Regions from separate parts of the Columba livia genome. Here region 1 is linked to region 2. A link is a contact called in public Hi-C data. All regions are on one chromosome and are shown on one strand. Each heading gives the region's core, a stretch centred on a gene start, on an enhancer-like site or on the middle of the called end of the contact. The rest is flanking DNA. Distances are from core to core; before and after follow the strand shown.

Evidence for each region. A called contact is a pair of places that touch in the nucleus more often than the background predicts.
Region 1: a Hi-C map of liver shows a contact between it and region 2, with 3 times the contacts expected there. The contact joins the enhancer-like site here to the promoter of STK10 in region 2. A contact is called at or near these places in 2 of 2 Hi-C or Micro-C datasets (crop and liver).

Annotation. Positions count from the first base shown.
Region 1 is chr14:2,492,789-2,496,936 of bColLiv1.pat.W.v2, reverse strand. It overlaps SH3PXD2B (SH3 and PX domains 2B), which reads right to left. Exons shown (of 16, transcript XM_065029511.1): 6 at 79-104. Among named protein-coding and RNA genes, the nearest start is that of SH3PXD2B, 53 kb to the right of the region's middle. Within about 2 kb of position 2,351, at least 1 of the 3 cell types and tissues checked has an H3K27ac peak away from gene starts, as active enhancers do.
Region 2 is chr14:2,391,379-2,395,393 of bColLiv1.pat.W.v2, reverse strand. It overlaps STK10 (serine/threonine kinase 10), which reads right to left and starts at 2,339. Exons shown (of 19, transcript XM_065029509.1): 1 at 2,007-2,339. The coding sequence starts at 2,162.

The DNA.
Region 1 (4,148 bases), core at 1,102-3,601, 100 kb before region 2:
TTGCCCCATTCCAAGAGACCATGGTTGTTGGTAAAAGGAGGAGCTGGTGGAACTGGCAGAGAGGAAAGGAGTCCTTACCAGACCTCTTCTTTCCAATGGGCTCCCTGAAAAAGAGAAGGAAGAGCGTCAGCAAAGGGATGGAGCAGTTGGGTTGTTGGCCAAGTGACAAATCCACCCAGAAGAGCATAGCAATGATGGCCCTAGTGGGGCCGCTGACCTCCCTCAACCAGCTAACCTCCCCACAGGTGACATGGGCCATCACCCGCCTTTCAAACAGCCTGTTTCTCCCCTCATTTAGTAACTTAATGCTTTCATCTTTCCTGGGGTGAGGCTTGGTTCCCGGCCTGGCCTCCTTGGTGCCTTGGTCTGACAGCCATGACTCCCACCATGTCACTTGGCAAAGGCAGGCAAATTGAGATGATCTGGCAGCAGAGCCAGGAGCAGGGGAAGCCCAAACCCCCAAAACTGCTCCCAGCATGGACGACAGATCCCACAGAAGTGGGCACCACTTCATAGACAGTCAAAGAGGGAAATACTGAAGTTCCTCTGTGCCCTGCACCTCTCTCATGGCCAAGGATGGGGAGTGGCTGGGGAAGGGGCAAACCCCAAAACTAAACAAGTCATGAAGGTGTTGTAGAGAGGACGAACACCAGGGCTGTGCAGTAGAAAAAGTGCCACCAGCACAGAGCAAGCAGGAGCTATTGGTGGTTACAAGGAGGCAATGAGGTAGCTCCAGCCAAAGTCCTCCCACTATGGCCAGCACTGGCCACACTGCTGATGAGATGGGTTAGAAAACACAGGTCCTGGGTCCCTTCTCTTACATGAATTTTCCCAAGAAATAGGGTGGCTGAACAGCCTCAAACCCACGGCATAAACCCAACCTTCTTCAGGCACAATGAAATGTGGGGCATTTCATGATCCAAAACCAAGCACCAAACCAAAGAAAATACGGCCAAGACAAGCTTCAAAAAATCATGGGTAACAAACCAAGACAACCAAATGGCCTGAAAACCAAACAAATGCACCAAACCCATTCCCAGCCCAACCACAGCGGCCCATGTTGTCGCAAAAGGGCTCTCAACACTTTAACGTAATGCTCCACTGTGGCCTTGCAACGCTGCTGCAGCACAGGGTGGTGGAAACCTGTGCCATGGTCACTTCCCGAGGAGCTTTGCCCGCTCCTCATGCTCACACACATGACAGATCAAGACCAACTGGCCAAGATGAAATATTCTGGTGCCAGAAGATACGCATTGATCCTTGTCACCTCCAGCAAGAATAACAAGCACAAAGCAGGCTCTGGAGCTTCCAAGGAGCAAAACATTCACCTCACGGTAAGGGGACTTTCCTGAGGCTGCAGAGCTGCTGGCTGCTACTTGGATCAGCCCAGATGGACCTCAGGAGCCCCTTCATCTGCTTATCAAGTCCACTGGCAAAACAACCTTTCCCTTTCCCCTCTCCCAGCTTTGTTTTCAGGCCAAGTAAAGAAATCCCTCCATGCTCGGCAAGAAAGCCAGCCAGAGCTGGGCTGCTCTTTGTTCTCTTTCAAGCTTATCTGTGTTTTCAGACCATAATGACTGCAGACATTGTATTCCCCTGGAGCGATGGGTGACTCTGCCCACCACCCTGGCAACACATTCTGTTCCTAATGCCTGAACCTCCTGGTGCCTCCCTCTCTTTGCACCTTAAACCTGTGGTACTCATCCACGCAGTTATCAATAAAATTAAATAAAATGCAAGAAAGATGGACTAGAAACAAATGGGACATTGTTATCTAGAAACTGGGGACTATCTGTTAAGTTCAGAAACCACAGCACTGTGCAAAGACCTGAACACCATCTCCCAGATGCAGAGAACAATGAAGGAATCTACTAGACAGAACAACCCAAAGACATTTCTAAGCAGAGACTGCACAGCTGAGCTAAATCAGAATTTATCAATATGCCCCATCCAATTTACCCCCGCTCAGCGGTGCGGTGGGGAAGTGAGGTGAAGCAAGGCCAGATGAGCAAGCTGGGCATGGCACCCTCGTGCTGACAGGAGGGTGCTGATGGAAATAACTGTTCTTTTCCCCCTGCCATCTGCTAAACCCATTACTGTAACTCATCCTCCTGTTTCCTTTCACCGCTCCTCGGTCTGAGTGAGGGGGCAAGGAAAGACCTGCAATTTCACTTTGCTGCTGGCACAGACACAAAGAGCTGCAGGTCTGAAGACCAGCTGCACCAGCCCACTGCCTCAGAGGGGACGAGAGCTCAGACAAGACAGGAAACAGCAATAAACTCCCGGCAGCATCTCCTCCTCCTCCATTCCCCATGGAGCAGAGAAAAGCACGCAGCAGAGCCTGCATGCACAGCCTCCTGGAAACCGGTGGCTCCAGAGGAGGAGAAGAAGAAAAGGCCACTCTGCCTTCCACTGTGAAACTCATTTAGCTCCCACCTCTGCAACGGCCAGGCCGTGCACATGAACCAGGCAGTCACAGCACAGTTACAAAGCACCGATCCACAGCTGTGACTGCGTGCCGCCAACCAGCCCCACAAAGCTTCCCAGGCGGTAAAACCCAGGACCCGTTCTCCAGCTGCTTCTCAGGACTTTCCCAGCTCCTGGTCAGCAACACTGAAGATAAAAGCTCCTGTGTGACCAGAGTGTCACTTAGAGCACAGTCTCAAGGTGCAGCGGCCTCAGTTCACCATCCTTCAATAACCCAGTGCAATCCTGAAAGGAAACTCTTACACATGGAGAACTCCTAGCACTAATTAACACTCCCCACGGAACTTTTTCTTTTAGGAAAAGAGAATCAGGTTTCTCAAGCATCTTCTCTAGTGTATCAGACAGCATCCCTCTGGATGCAGTGATGGGAAGGAGATGGGAGAACAAGCCTGTGACAAGGGCTTGAGGCAAAGCTAAGAGAACAAACAGAGACTGGCTGTTCTTCAGCAACATGTAGGTGAGCTGTTGAACTCCTCACTGTAGGATACTGTGGACACTGAAAGTCTTAATGGACTTACATGAAGCAAGAGAGGGACAGTGAAGCACCAGCAAAAGGAAGACAAGTCCAGCAGCTGCAGAGCCAGCCACACAGGAGCCACAATCAACACACAAGATGAGATGGATCTGAGGTCACCATTCCAAGAAAACACCTCCCACACAAAAAAACTTTGCTCTTGTAAAAAAATATCCTTCTGTAATACAGTAATGCCTTCAAAATAGCTATGAGGAGGTAGTTTATCTTCTAAGTATTCAGCGAGCTTGGAGATGTTAGAGGTTTTAGCAAAGTTTATGCAGATGAGACATACTGAGAACTGGGGTACAACAGAGTTCTTGTTTGGGAGAACTGATGGTTCGCAAATGCTCCACCGAGCGCTGAATGGAGCCCCTGTCCCCCGCACGGCAGTGCCGGTGCTACCCCTGTGTTTCACCACTGGGGAGTCGCCCAAGCTGAACCTTTGGTTTCAGAAAGCTTCCCCGTTAGCGCAGAAAATCAAATACACTGTCCACGTAAAGATCTTGCGCTGGCACAAAGTGTATTTTTGGAGATTGGCTTCAAGCCCTGTGATGCTTCTAACCTGCTGTCACCCAGGAAAGACAGCTATCAGTCAAGAGGGAGGGAGATCACTACTTTGGAGCTGAGATCTGGCCCAGGCTCCTGGTGCATCTGCATGTAGGGACGAGGAGAACTGCAAAACAAACAAGTCATTATACAAGCTGCCATTTGTCTGGATAGCAGGACGTGGCTCAAAAGCCACAAGCGTCCTTATCCAAACCAACATCCATCAACTCAGGGATCTCTAGTTTACCAGCAAAAGCTCCTGGAATGGCTTCCTAGAAGGGGCAGCTACTCCATCAGGAATGCGAGCCTCCCCTTTATCTATTAAATCCCCTGTCATCTGGCCCACAACTTCACGTCCCTATTACCCCCCAAACACCACACAAGGGTGACAAAGAAAACTTCTGCTCCTGGCACAGCCCAACGACAAAGAAAGGCAAGCGCACAAAAAGCTATGGGGAAGCAGGAGGAGAAGAGACTTGCTTCTGGAAGACACTGGCTACGAGTTTGCACTTCTCATTTATGGAAACAAGGGAAAGGAGTAGATTTGCTCCCCGTTGCAATGATGGAAACATGCTTCTCTCCAGCATCCTCTTCTGGCGCT
Region 2 (4,015 bases), core at 1,090-3,589:
GGAGGACAGGCCTTTTCCTTCACACCTCCATCCTATTTGCACCTAGGGTAGTGCTCCAGATTTAGAGACACAGAAAGACAATATGCAAGTTAAATCTGAGCATGGCAGGATGCTACATCCCAGCAATAACGCTGCTGACTGTTATCGGGGCTTCATGGTGTGTGGCACCAGGATAATTTGGGATTCTGAAACAACCAAACAACATCTTGCACAAGAACTCTTCAAAAATCAACCGCGTCTGGTCACCAACCAGGATGGAGAACAGGCAGAGCACGTGGAGAACTAAAACTTTACTAAGAAGAATAGAATAGCCTTGTGATTTCTGCCACGGTGTTAACCCCCGCCCCCAGTCAATCGTGTTAAAACATCTCAAAAACAGACAGCTGCCTGAATGTACTAGTTATAGATGGAGTGAACTTCTGTTTATAAACACATAGCCCTCGCTGTGTCGTTTACTATAACGCACATTGTCTTTGGGATCAAAGAAGATGGAGGTAGTTGGCGATAGGAAGATGTTATTCCTTGACATCCTTAGCCCACAGTACTTAGAGTTACTCTGATAATTTTGTTATTGGTGTGAGGCTGGAGTTAATAGCAGAGGCATTCAGGTATGATAACAGACATAAAAACCAAACCAGCCACTTATAAAGTAGCTTTATTCTGAAAGTTGCCTGCTTTGCATACATTATACATGTCTAAAATAAAAGAATAACTGATTTCAATCCTTTCTAAGTTTTTATTTGTCTCAGAAGCCTATTAACTTATTTTACAATGTTTACTTCGTTCCTGTCATTGCATGGGAAACTTAAGCAAATATAAGCAAATAACTATCGAGCAGAAGAGTGAACGTTGCTACACACGAATGGGTTTCCAATGCACACCACCAAGTAAACTGGTAACAGAAGCACTGATCACCACTGGTGCTACTTTTGGAAGGATAAATGTATTAGGGATTTAAATACGATCCTTAGGAATTGCATTTTATTAGGTGGTAGGATCCTTCGCCACAGAGTTCCACTTCAGGGATACTTATGGCCAGTTTCTTAGAGATTTTCTATCAAATAACATGATAGAGACAAGTAAATACAACAAACCCCAGGACACCGTGGTAAAACACCTCTGTCCTGACCCGCAACCAACCAGCTCCCTTCCTGGCCTTCTCTTTAGTTACTACTTATGTCTTAATTCTGAAGAGGCAATGCCTTCTTAAATGAGACCATCAAAAACCAGCTGCCCAACAGCTAATTCACAGCCCCAGTCCTCAATGATGCAGGTGATGGGGGTGTCCCAGAGGGGCTGCACCCCCAACCTGCTCCTCCAGCCAGCCCCAAACACAAGTCTCCTCCACCAGCTGCTGCACCGCAGTGTTTCGGAGACAGTATCAACGAGAACGCCGTTGCTTCAGAGTGCAAAGTACAGCGAGTCTTTGGCGTTTAAAACCTCCATCCTCTAACATCAAGTTAAACATTAATAGCGCTGGACGTGTCCCCACTCTCAAGGAGATGGGCTCCTCTTCTCGCTCTGAGTTTCCTGCCGGCGAGGACCACAGGAATACAAATAATGTCACCCCCGGAGGCTCGCAAAACTTGGAGGCAGCCCCGAGACTGCTGACTTCCAAGAAATCTCCCTCCATTCATTGCACCGACAAGCTTGGCAAGGAACACCTCGTCGCCTTACAAAAGCATCGCTCTGAAAACAGGCGATATAAGGGGAAAAGCGGAAAAAGAAACGAAAAGGAAAGGTTGTCTCTCGCCTTTCGCCTGCCCCAAGCTAAGCGTTGCCCTCCCGCACCCCCGGACGACTCGCTGCCTTTGCCCCCCGCCGTCCCAGCGTGCGGGATGCGCGGAGCCGGCCCCGGGTCCCACATGGGTTTTACTCCCCGCTGCCCGGTTTGCTCAGCGAGCGGGGATCCCGCCGCTGCCAACGGGCCCCCGGCCCGCGGGAGGAGGCACCGCCACCCCCGCGGGGCCGCAGGTGCTTCGCCCCCCTCCCCAGCTCGGACCCACCTTGTAGACTTTGCCGAAGGCGCCGTCTCCCAGCTCCCCCACCACCTCCCACACCTCGCCGGGGTCCAGATCCCGGCGGACGTGCTCGTACTCCTTGGACCGCCGCTTCTCGAAGGTGGAGAGGCGCAGGATGCGGCGGAAATTAGCGAAAGCCATTGCGGAGCGGTGCGGGGCTGCCCGGCGGCGGCTGGGGAGCGAGCGGAGCCGCCTCCCGCGCCCGGCCCCGGGGGAGGACGGAGCCGCTGCGCCCGGGGAGCGGCGGGGCGGGAGCGGGGTCGCCTCCAGCCGCGCACATGGAGCCGGCGCCGCTCCACCTGCCGGCCTGGCCCCCGCCCCGCGCCATTGGCCGCCGGCCGCGCTCCGCCCGCCCCCCGGCGCGGGTGGGCACGGGTGGGCACGGCTCGGCTCGGCTCGGCTCGGCTCGGCGTGGTCTGGCACGGCCCGGCTCAGTTCGGCCCCGCTGGCAAGTCATGTCCCTGGCGGGGAGTCATAGAGTCATAGAATCATTTCAGTTGGAAGAGACCCTCAAGATCATCGAGTCCAACCATAACGTCACTCTGGCACTAAACCATGTTCCTGAGAACCTCGTCTAAACGCCTTTTAAACCCCTCCAGGGATGGTGACACTGCTCTGGGCAGCCTGTTCCAATGTGTGACAGCCCTGTCTGGTGAAGAATCTGAACATCCGCTGGTGCCACTTGAAGCCATTTCCTCTTGTCCTATTACTTGCTACTTGAGGGAAGAGACCAACCCCCTCCATGCTCCAACCTCCCTTCAGGCAGTTCAGAGATCAGAAGGTCTCCCCTCAGCTCCTGTTCTCCAGCTGAACCCCCCAGGTCCCTCAGCCGCTCCCATCACACTTGTGCTCCAGACTCCTCACCAGCTTTGTCATCTCTGCGCTCTCTCTAGTACCTCATCTTTTTCTTATGATGAGTCACTTTCCTCCCCATCACCCGTGCCCCCAGCACAGCAAGAAAGAGGCCAGACCATCCGGGGATAATGCCAAATACAAATAACACTGGAGACCTGGTAGGAAAGGTCTGAAACTCCTCAGCAGCTGCTGTCATGTTCCTGCCCGCTCAGCCCAGTGTATGGAGCGTGGTGAGTGAACAGCATCTGTACAGCTGCGCTGCTGGGGGCCGAGCAAAGAAACACATCTCCACATGTAAAAACACAACCCTCAACTCCCTTGGCAACTGAGGGACATTTCCTTCTTCCCCCAGTTCATCTCATGCGAAAATAGCCAAACACAAACATTTGAAAAACTCCCAGTAGCAGGAATTCGAGTGTATTAGCACCACGGGCACCCGCCATGAATTTGGTTTAGAGAAGATGTGACCCAACTGGTGTCAAGTGTGAAGGTTCCGCATCCTCGTCCCTGGCACAACTTCAGATCCTCTGAAAAACCAACTTGAAATCAAGTATTAAATGGGGACATCTAGGGGAAACACCCGACGGTGCAGCCGTGCTTGACAATATCTCTGGTGTTAACACCGGACTTAGTGGTAAACGGTTGTCCGGGCAGACATCAGTGATGCCACCACTGCTCACACCCGTGCGTGGATTTTGCCCCGTTAACACGTACAGTTAATGAAGCCGAGGGCACAGATGAATTGGCTCACTCCATCCGATGTGTGATGCAGGCGAAACTCAGCACAGGCTTTTGCTTTTGAGAACATCTGGGCTTGGTGATCTCTCATTAATTCCCTGGTATAGCAGACCCCAGAGCACCGGGGCTGGTCGTCGCCTCTTCTTGTCTTTGCCATTAAGAAAAAAGTGGTTTTATGCTGATATGATCAGCCTACACATTTCTATTGGGAATTTCCCGATACTAATGCTTGAAATACTATGCAAAACTCTGTTCGATTTGTGGTTGTACATGAATTTCAGCTGCCTTTTTTGAAGAAAGTTACATGTTCCCCTGCTTCTTCCCTTCGCCCCACTGAGTTGTAGGAAAAACAAGCTGAAAATGCAACCCAAGTATATCCCAGAGACAGAAAGAAGCTGAAA